Linked DNA regions of Rattus norvegicus: region 2 is linked to region 1. Evidence: chromatin contacts called from public Hi-C data. All regions are on one chromosome and are shown on one strand. The core of a region is the stretch at or near the end of the contact, and the rest is flanking DNA. Distances in the headings are between cores, read along the strand shown. Region 1 holds the start of Cbr4 (carbonyl reductase 4). Region 2 overlaps Sh3rf1 (SH3 domain containing ring finger 1).

Region 1 (5,581 bases), core at 1,432-3,931:
TAGGGAGAATGGCTTGTTGGAGGAGGTATGTCACTGGGAGTGGGCTCTGAGGTTTCAAAGACTGGCTCTATTTCCCCTGTGCCCTACCCCTGCCTCCCAGACGCAGTTCTCAGTACAAGTTCCTGGCTGTTGCTACTAGGGTGGCTTTACTCCACCAACATGGCTTTAACACTCTGAAACCATAACCTCAATTGGACACTTTGTTTTATATATAGCCTTTGGTTGTGACATTTTGTAATAGCAATGGAAAAAAAGACACTAAGCCATGAACATATTAAGAAAAGAATCTTTTAAAACAGGTATCAGAAATTCACCCCAATCTTTGACCAACCTGTTAATACCAGCTGCATTTACCAAGAAATTTACTGGACCTAAATGTTTCTCCATCTCTTCAAATGTACTGTGAACATCTCCTTCTTTGGCAATGTTGCACCTAAATGCCAAGTGGATTCCTACAAAACAAAGTTAGGTCGGAATTACCTAGAAATCTTAACTTGACTTTCAATTTACTGGCTTTATCATTAGACTCTTAAGGTAAGCCACGAGCCTAGAGACAAAAGGATATCCTGGATTCCTGTTCTCATGGAGACCAATGAGAGAGACAGAGTGGATGGAAGTGAAGGAGAAATAATGAGGGTTTGTTTCTTCCTTCTCTTTGTGTGTGTGTGTGTGTGTGTGTGTGTGTGTGTGTGTGTGTGTGTGTGTGTGTGTGTTTGGTTTTATTGTTGTTTGGTTTTGATTTTTCTACTCTGAGACAAAGTTTTTACTGTGTTGCCTGGACTGACTTCAAAACTCAGGCTCCTCTTGCCTCAGCCTGCCAAATGCTGGGATACAGTGGGTACATAAAATAAAACATTACCGAGACCTACCTTGAGCTTTAGGGTTTTTCTGAGTGGGAGATTGAGACACAAGGACTATGAGTACCCTGCTATCCACAATGCTGGCACTTGCTAGACTCAAGCAATCCTGGGTGAGACCTCCACCCTTAAGAAGAAATAAGCTTGGAAAGTTTAAAAATAAAAGTAGTCTGGGCCAGTAAGATGGCGCATTGGTTAAGGGCACTTTCCACTAAGCCTGACATCTGGGTTGAACCTTGGAGACTCATATGGAAGGAAAGAACAAACTGTTCTGACTTCCATGTGTACACAATGGCATATAGGTACCCGTCCAACCAAAAAATAAGTGACTTTTAAAATGGTAATAAAATCTGGGCATGATAACTAATGTATACCTGCAGTCTCGGCATTCAGACAGGAGATTACTACTGTAAGCTTGTGGTCAGTGTAGGCAGAGAGGTGGCTCAGTAGAACTCCCTGATCCCTATCACCATACGCAGGAAATTAGACTTCAAAGGAAAAGTACTGTGTATTTAATAAGCTACCATGTTACCACACATGCTCCTCAATTTATGATAGGGATACACCAAGATGAACCAACTACATGTTGGAGAGTGGAAGAACAGGTGACTAACTAGTCCACAGGGCAAGGTGGACTATCAGTTGTCTGGCAAACTGGAAGCAGTGCTGACTAGGTGCTGAGGCTTTGCACCAGCATGAACAGATGTGCTCCCCTGTGTTCCCGATGCTGAGGAGGCACAGACCAGATCTTGACCTAAGGGAAGCCTAAACTGCATAGTAAGACCCCCTGTACCCGGGAAAACTGGATACTACACTGCAGGTTCAAAGGGTACTCTGTCCTAAAGATGTCACTGTTGCACCACAGTAAGGTCATCTCAGCAACATGGAGATTGAGACACCAGAATCACAAGTTCAAAGCCAGTGTGAGTTACATATCAAGGCTATTTTCATATAAGTAAAGAAATACAGCAGGCACCAGACACACTTAGACCTATAATAGGCCCAATGCTTTCCTGATAGTGATGTGTATTTTTCTCCATTCTTCCATGTTGCCTTCTCCAACTGAGACTTAAACTTGCAATTCAATGACTAATATCCGTTGATAACCAGTGGGGAGGGGGCACCTGGAATTGAAATACAATAAAAGGGTCTGGGAAAACAAATTAGTAACTTATTAAAGTCATTAATGAGCTTGGGAAAGCCACCCTGACCTATCAAGAGCTTCTCTTTGAAATACTGTCGTGTGCCTTCACAAAGGGCAAGAGCTCTCAGCAAAATGCAACCTAGCCATTTGTACCTGACGTCTCTCCTTTCAGTATAATCGCATTATTCACTCTCTCCTACCAGAGGCCTGAGCAAAGCGTCTCTCAATATCAGCTCTGGCCTCGAGGAAGACAGCTATTTGTTAGGGGTCCTCAGAGTCTGCCTGGAGTAGGCGAGAGCCGCAGTGAGGGCTTGGTCATGGGGCACGAAAGATCTGGGGCGCAGACTGGAATACACGGACAGTAGCCCGGGGCCCATGGACTGGAGTTCAAGCACTTAAACTTGGCCTCGCAGCGGGGACCCTTCCGGTACCTACCGCCGAGCTCGCTCGCAGTGGCTTTGGCCACTTCCAAGTTTCTGGCGACGATCGCCAGGCGGTAACCCTTCTGGGCCATTAGCTGGGCTACAGCCTTGCCGATGCCCCGGGAGCCTCCAAAAACCGCACAGACTTTGTCCATCTTGGACCTCGGACCGGCAAGATGGATCCCTAAGACACAGAACTTATAATAAAGGCACAACAACTGGAAAAACAATTCAACAAGCTCTTTGGACAACCGACCCGGGCCACAGAACAAGGCGCAAGAATTAGACGTCGGTGTACATGGACTCTTGTAAGGTTGCATTGCATGCTGGGACTTGTAGTCCTTGCTCGCTTGAGCCTGTGAGCATTTCAGTAACTGTAGCTGACTGCCTATTCCTATGCCTGGTTAGTTGGCACCAAGGAACAAAGGACCAATCCTCTGTTCAGAGATAATAGGGTTGCTAAAATGGTGGACTTTCCAGGAAAAACCAGAGTTAGCAATCACATTATGTCCTTCTGAGTGTGGACTTGTCCTGGCTCACCCACATTTTTTACTGCAGACAAAACCTGTTCAAGTGTAAAGTGGTCTCCCAAGTTACTGTAGACATTGGCTTTGCACTGCAATATTATTATGAGGGTAGATGTCCTGTCAAAGAACACAGCCCCGTGTGCTGCCTCAGGCCTGTACACCCAGCACTCAGAAGGTCGAGGCAGAGGAATCACTGAGAGTTCAAGGCCAACCTGGTCTAGAGAATGGGATCCTGTCTCTAAGAAAGCAACAAAGAAAGAACACTGCACAGTAAATGTTTGTGCTCCTCTTTTTGAGGAAGAGACCTGCTATGTTACCCGGGCTGGCCTAGTGCTTACTATATAGCCCAGGCTGACCTCAGATTCTCAATGATTTTTCTCCCTCAGACTCCAGAGTGCTGCTGGCATGTACAGGCATGGGCCTCCACACTCTTTGACTGATCAGAATAGCCTGAAGATTAAAGAGCAAGCTTAGATCGTTATTGCCAGTACTGGGTTCCTGTACTCCAAAATAAGATGTTTTGAGTGCTTTAAAACCAAAAAAAGGTTAGCTGGATGCGGTGGTGCACACCTTTAATCCCAGCACTAGGGAGGCAGAAGTATGCCATTTTCTTGAGTTGAAGGCCAAAGTCTAGGTCTAGAGAGAGTTCCAGAACAGCCAGGGCTACACAGAGAACTCTGTCTCAACAGTCCCTCCCCTCCCTCCACCAAAGGCATCATTAGTTACCATTCTAGTGTAAAGAGAGCATTTCTTGACAGAATATTTAGTGTATTAAATAAAGAAAATATAGACCATGCCCCCTGGGGGGGCAGGGGAGATTCTGGGACAACCGGACTAATTCACATAAAACATTAGTGGGCTAAATTGTTAAGTAAAGTACACCAGAAATCAAAAAGGCCAGCGAGGACTGAAGGCGTGGAAATCTGGCAAAGCTGGGTCTAAGAATTGATTTGTAAATGGGAGGAAGGGAGCTACCATGGAAGTTGAGCATTAATTTTAAAGTTTTTATTTTTCTTCTGCCTAAATCTGAAAAGGCTTTAAAATGGCTGAAAAATAAATACATGAGTTGTTTTCCAAGTGTTCTGTTTAATTGTGTTCTTATTTAGATGAGGTCTTGTCAGGTAGCCAAACTGGCCTCAAACTCATTGTAGTCTTGCCTGAGCCTAGTAAGTGCTGCAACTCAGTAGGTTTGAGATATATGTGTGTGTGTGCGCGCGCGCGCGCGCGTGTGTGTGTGTGTGTGTGTGTGTGTGTGTGTGTGTGCGTGTGAGGCTGTGTGTGTGAGGCTGTGTGTGTGAGGCTGTGTGTGTGTGAGGCTGTGTGTGTGAGGCTGTGTGTGTGAGGCTGTGTGTGTGTGTGACTGTGTGTGTCTGTCTGTGTGCGTGTGTGTGTGACTGTATGTATGTGTGTGAGGCTGTGTGCGTGTGTGTGTGTGTATGAGGCTGTATGTGTGGTGTATGTGTGTGTGTGTGAGTGTGTGTGTGTGTGAGGCTGTGTGTGTGAGGCTGTGTGTGTGTGTGAGGCTGTGTGTGTGTGACTGTGTGTGTGTGTACGTGAGGCTGTGTGCGTGTGTGTGTATGAGGCTGTATGTGTGGTGTATGTGTGTGTGTGTGAGGCTGTGTGTGTGAGGCTGTGTGTGTGTGTGAGGCTGTGTGTGTGTGACTGTGTGTGTGTGTGTATGTGAGGCTGTGTGCGTGTGTGTGTATGAGGCTGTATGTGTGGTGTATGTGTGTGTGTGTGAGTGTGTGTGAGTGTGTGTGTGTGAGGCTGTGTGTGTGTGTGAGGCTGTATGCGTGTGTGTGTATGAGGCTGTATGTGTGGTGTATGTGTGTGTGTGAGTGTGTGTGAGTGTGTGTGTGTGTGAGGCTGTGTGTGTGTCTGTGTGTGTCTGTCTGTGTGCGTGTGTGTGTGTGAGGCTGTGTGTGTGTGACTGTGTGTGTGTGTGTGTGTATGTGAGGCTGTGTGTGTGTGGCTGTGTGTGTGGCTGTGTATGTGGCTGTGTGTGTGTGTGTATGTATGTGTATATATATGTATATGTATATATGTATGTGTATACATGTATATGTATATATGCATGTGTATGTGTATGAATATCATACATATGTATGTATGTATGTATAAAATGCTTATTTTTTCAAGATTTCGTCCATACATATACTCATTCACTCTTAATGTTGCCCTCAAACTCCTTCCAAAAAACAACCAATATTCTCAACTTCATATATGTATGTGTGTATTTCCATAAAATATTTATAAATATATTTTATATTATGTATAATATAGGGCGTTATAGTATATGTAATATATTATATATTCATGTAGTATATATTATACATATACTCCATGGACTTGTGCTGTTCATATATGTGTGGTGTGGAATCATCCACTGGCACATGGTCAAACTACCAGAAATCAGTCCATTGAAGAGAACTAACTCTCTCTTCCTAGCAACTACCAATTGTCAATAGCTCCCCAGCTGGGGGGTGCTCATGTGCCCCTTCCCCAACCATGCTGGAATGCTGACCAGGTTAATCTTATGTGACTCTTGTGCAGGCAACCACGGCTATTGTGAACACAGCAGTCCAGTCAGTCCAGAGGGCGCTGTTTTACCCCATCTTCTTCTGACCTTAC
Region 2 (5,581 bases), core at 1,272-3,771, 110 kb after region 1:
ATAGATAAATTTTATAGATAATAAATTTGCAAGTAACTACTTTTATCTTTTAGTTATCTGTGTGTGTGTGTGTGTGTGTGTGTGTGTGTGTGTGTGTGTGAGAGAGAGAGAGAGAGAGAGAGAGAGAGAGAGAGAGAGAGAGAGAGAGATGCGGTGCGTATGTGCATATGAATGCAATGTCAAGAAACGCCAGATGTCAGATCCCCTGGAACTGGCGATACGAGCAGTGGGAAGTGAACTTGGGTCCTATGTAAGAAGTTAAGGCTCTCACAATACTAACTACTGAGCCATTTCTCTGACCCAAGAATAACATTTTTAATGGACAGTTTCCAACCTTTTCACCTGTCTAAAAAAAAAAACATTTAAAAGAGGAGTTGTCAACTAGCAAGAACACTGGACATGAAAATTTGAGGACAGCAAAATAATAAAAGGGTAAGTTACTTGAAGAGACGATGTTCATCTTTTAGGTTTGGAAAGCTGCAAGCCGAGGTTGATTGAATCCTACTCACTGTGGTCTCCTTATTACCCAGTAGGGGGCCTGACAACTCAAGGGTATCAAAAATGTAGAAAATAACAGGACCAAGACATGAGGCTGGGGCAGTGCCCAGGTCTCTGCACCACCGTATTCCTGGCACGTGGCACATGAACCTACCCATGGAAAGAACCTGAAAGGCCATGGAACAATGAGTTTTCACTGGCAAAGACCTTCAGGGAGTAACAGAAGAGAAGGAGGGGCTCTCACCTTACTGTCCTTGTCTGGTTTCACAGCTGAACTGTTCCCACAGGCCGATGCAGCACTCTCAGGAGATGTGGGGAGTCCAGGGAGGATGGTCACTGTCCGACCACTGGGCTCCGTCTCCAAAGCAGCAGTGGTCATGTTTGGGGAGGCCAGAGAGGATGCCCCTGCAGCGCAGGCCAGGGGGACACTGGTTCGATTGATGTTGACGGCAGCAATGTGGGCAGCAGGACCTACCATTGGAGGCAGAGGTTGGGAGGCCAGAGAATGATGGGGCAGGCCTACAGATGCAGGACCGATGCAGGCTGCATTCTGGACCTGGATGGGAGTCACTGCTGCTGTGGGGCGCTCCTGGTTATGTGCTGCAACTGACAGGTGACAGGAGAAAATACAGAAAGGGTCAGTGGCCTAGTAAACACTCTTCCCAAAGTGTGAATCATAACGAGAGGCAGCTACTGCCATTATTGCAATAAAGAATGGGCGCAGGAGAGCCCAGCACACGTAAATCCTAGCTGGACCTCTGGATGCTACTTTCCTTCTGGGTGAGCAGTTGAGGCTACTGAGGACTTGGAAGATGTGCTGTCACCAGTCCCAAAGCCTTTAGTCATGAACAATAATTTCTCACAGCATTTGAGACATAGGGCCAGTTTCTGATGGCTCACCATGGCAACAAACCACGCCGGTCTTAAGTCCTTTACCTATTATACATTTTCTCTCTCTCTTCTCTCTTTGACTTCCCACTTCCCTTCACAATCTTTCTGATGGAATTCACATGTATTCAATTTACTCCACTGTTGTTACCCAAGACTCTTGGTAGGTTTTCAACGCTGCAGAATTAAGAAAGGCACTTGACTTCCCATCGAGTCTAAAATAGACCCGTGACTAGTTCATCAAAAATAACACTGCTTGGCTGAGAATCGTGCTACAGTCACACAGAACAGTGAGACTGGAGACAGGACCTTACCTGCAGAAATCATGTTTCAAGTACTCAACCACTCATATTCCTAGGATCTGATAAATTCTTCTTATACCTCAGGTCTATAGGCCTTGAACGAATGTTCATGGTGTGCTTATTCCAAACAAACAGCTCTAGAATGCCTGCAATGGTTTAGACAGAAGACGTCCCTTGAAGGGCCTCATGTGTTGAATGAAGGCTTGGTCAGAAGCTGCTGGTGGTCCTGAGGGGTGACTGGATTATAAGGGTGGCAATTTCATCATTGGGCTACTAGGAGGTGGGGCCTGTTAGAATAAACGGGTCACTGGGGCATATCTCGGAATATGTATCTTGTGCTGGTCCTTTCACTGTGTTTCATGGTCAACACAAATGTGGCATCTCTGCCCCACCACCTAGAATGCTCTCCATCAACCATGGACCTTCAGTGATAGGGTCTGGCTACCAAGTAATCCCTTTGTCACTCTTTGATTGTCTCTGCCAGGGGTGCCTACCACAGTGGTGAAGAAGTCCTGGCAACACAGTTTGGTTTGTAGTTTCTAGTTCAAGAGGGCAGTGATTATTTTAAATTCATACTTGCTTTTCTCGACACCTGTTGTCACCAACCTGCTTAGTCACCTAAGCCCATTCCTCATGCATTCCAGGCCTGTTCCCCTCTTACCTGTCCTCACAGCATTTCGGGCCTGGTTGACTGTCATCTGCCCAGTCATGTGCAGCAGGACCTTAGCCTGGGGACTTGTCTGGATATGAGCTGCTGACACCACAGCTGTGGGGACGACGCTGGGATTCCCAGCCACGCCATTTCCTTGGGGCTTCTGTGCAGGCCCTCCTGCGGTGGAAGGACTGACCATAGTCACCCCACGACTTGCCTGACCCGCTGTAGACATAGGGACTTTAGCTTGGGAGGCATTTGTCACCGCCCTGCCAAGACAGAAGCAGACGGAAAACCCAAGCCATCAGCAAAGAGGGAGACAGAACAATGAATGCAAGAAAAATGACTCGGAGCGTTAAAGCCTTTTAAAAAATGAATGGGATTATTTTTACAAGACTTTAAGAACAGAACATTCAAAGAAATGATGGCTGAGACAGAGAATTGTCTTGGAACCACTTGAGTCACCAAACCACACATTCTATCTACCTAGGAACGCAGTTATTAGGGTTAGCTTCCCATTCTGTGGCCACCCAGCTCCACGGAATTTCAAAGCCATGAATTTTCCTGCTTCATCCTGAGTAACACCCACCATTTGCATCGTACTGATCTTGCTTTGACTTTCTCAACCTGTCTCTAACATAGTACACAAGTGTCTGTGAACACAGTGATCTCTCTCTCTCTCTCTCTCTCTCTCTCTCTCACACACACTGCACACTCACAAAGGTACAACCACACACACACACACTGCACACTCACAAAGGTACAACCACACTCACACACATGCATACTCACAAAGGTACAACCACACTTACACACACTGTACACTCTCACACTCAGGCACACACATGTACACTCACACATTCACACAAAGTCACACACACACTCACACACACTGCACACTCACAAAGGTACAACAACCACACTCACACACATGCATACTCACAAAGGTACAACCACACTTACACACACTGTACACTCTCACACTCAGGCACACACATGTACACTCACACATTCACACAAAGTCACACACACACTCACACACACTGCACACTCACAAAGGTACAACAACCACACTCACACACATGCATACTCACAAAGGTACAACCACACTTACACACACTGTACACTCTCACACTCAGGCACACACATGTACACTCACACATTCACACAAAGTCACACACACACTCACACACACTGCACACTCACAAAGGTACAACAACCACACTCACACACATGCATACTCACAAAGGCACAACTACACTCACACAGACATGCACACTCACACACATACTCGCACACACACTGCACACTCACATTCAAGCACACACATTCACACACAAAGTCACATATACACACACACTGTACACACACACTACACACACACTGCACGCACACATCTGCATACTCACACACACAGACACACAGACACAGACATACAGACACACAGACACACAGACACACACACACACACACACACACACACACACACACACACACGGAATGGGCCCTTTGGCTTTTTTCTGATGACCTATCACCATCTCAAGTTCAAGACCCTGCACAGACCAGGTAATTTAAGAATCATCACCTTAAATTCAAGTTGCACCTTATGATTTAATTATTTCATGGAGATGGCTTTCTCCTTTCCAGTTTTATTCTCCATAAACTGAGTACAGCTCACCTCTTGATTACGGAATATGGTACGCTTTTATTTTAATTTTTTCGAGAATTTCGTATATGCGACAACATGCTTTTCCTCAACTCATTCCCTTCAATTCCTCCCCCTGTCTTCCCCATGCCTTTTCTCCCCCAGCTTCATGTGCTGCTGTTGCTTCTTTTGTTTAAGCCCACTGAGCCCACTGAGTACCTCCATTATGTGCATGGGTGTAGGGTCATGGACAGCCTCCAGGGTTTAGTCCTGAAGGAAACTGACTCTCATTCTTCTAGAAGCCATCACCTGCCAATGGCTCCTGAGCCCCTCGCCCACCCATGGTGTATCTGGGCTGGCTTGATTTGCATGCAGCCACAGAGCCACTGTGAGTCCATGCATGCAGTCGCGCTGTCATGCTCTGCACACACTGCCTTGCTGTAGACGCCCACTCCCAACATAAAAACCCTCTGGAGGTCAGGCCTGCACACAAGGGCCCTTCTCTTCTCCCATCAATGCCTCAGGTGTGGCAATGCAGTCAGCCCTAAACACCGACTTAGAGCTGAGTTTAATCATTTCATTTAAGAGGCAATTCTGCGTATAGCAAGTCTATAATTAATCTACAATTAATACTTTTTATCAAGATTATCTTTCCACAGTGGCGCTTTACAGAGCAGCTGCTGTAAGCAACCATTTCCCAGAGTTAAATGTGCAGACACTTAACAGTTTGATTCTGAATCTCTTGAAAAAAGTGATCTTTTAATTTCATTCTGCATTATTGTATTTCTCTTGTTTAATTATATACATATTTTATGATATATGTATTTATATATAAACACATTTTAATATATAAATAGGCATGTATAAATATATAAATACGCGCATACACACACACACACACACACACACACACACACACACACACACACACCAGGAAGGTTCTGGCTGCCATTTTCTGGATGTGTCAGATCCTGAGTGTATATTTTAACATGTACAGAAAAGATTTATATTGATTAAAAATTTGCAAGTCAAATTTAAGCTAACATTCTGTCACCATCTGCAACAATAGTGATTTTCATTTGATTAGGCTGCTGGCCAACCTATAAGTCAAGGACAACAGCTGACAAACATATCAGTTCATTAAGCCATTTGTTTAAAGCCAGGAGGTTAGAAGTGTGATTTAACATAGTTAGACCCTGAATTGCTTATTAAGAGTCAGTGATCAAAGTCGGGGTCAGTGTTAATGTCATTATAGGTCACTTCTTCCAGCTTGATAACCAGAAGGTACACTATCTTAAAAGAAAAATAGTTTTGTGTGCCTGGGAGTGTGTGCACGTGTACACCGCATGTATGTGATACACAAGTGAGAGTTTCTGAGCCTGAATGACATCTTGGCCACATTAATCCTTTTTGAGGGTGTCTTGGTTACCTTTGACTATCAACCTGGTACAGTGTCGCTTGAGGGACTGGCTTGTGGACGTATGTGTGTGGGTTCTTCCTCGTGTTTATTGAGGTCCAGACCACTGTGGGCAAACTATCCTGAGCACATGGTCCTGAGCTGTACCGAAAGATAACTCAGCTGACACCTGCCTACAA

What was found. A called contact is a pair of places that touch in the nucleus more often than the background predicts.
Region 2: a Hi-C map of Schwann cells shows a contact between it and region 1, with 3 times the contacts expected there. The contact joins the enhancer-like site here to the promoter of Cbr4 in region 1. A contact is called at or near these places in 6 of 12 Hi-C or Micro-C datasets (the A7r5 cell line, Schwann cells, hepatocytes and 3 more).

The regions. Positions count from the first base shown.
Region 1 is chr16:33,653,891-33,659,471 of GRCr8, forward strand. Cbr4 (carbonyl reductase 4) reads right to left here and starts at 2,682. Exons shown (of 5, transcript NM_182672.2): 1 at 2,437-2,682; 2 at 332-452. The coding sequence starts at 2,578.
Region 2 is chr16:33,767,665-33,773,245 of GRCr8, forward strand. Sh3rf1 (SH3 domain containing ring finger 1) reads right to left here. Exons shown (of 12, transcript NM_198764.2): 9 at 2,350-2,609; 10 at 743-1,104. Among named protein-coding and RNA genes, the nearest start is that of Cbr4, 110 kb to the left of the region's middle. Within about 2 kb of position 2,522, at least 1 of the 93 cell types and tissues checked has an H3K27ac peak or open chromatin away from gene starts, as enhancers often do. A contact at or near this core is called in Schwann cells, where this site is marked.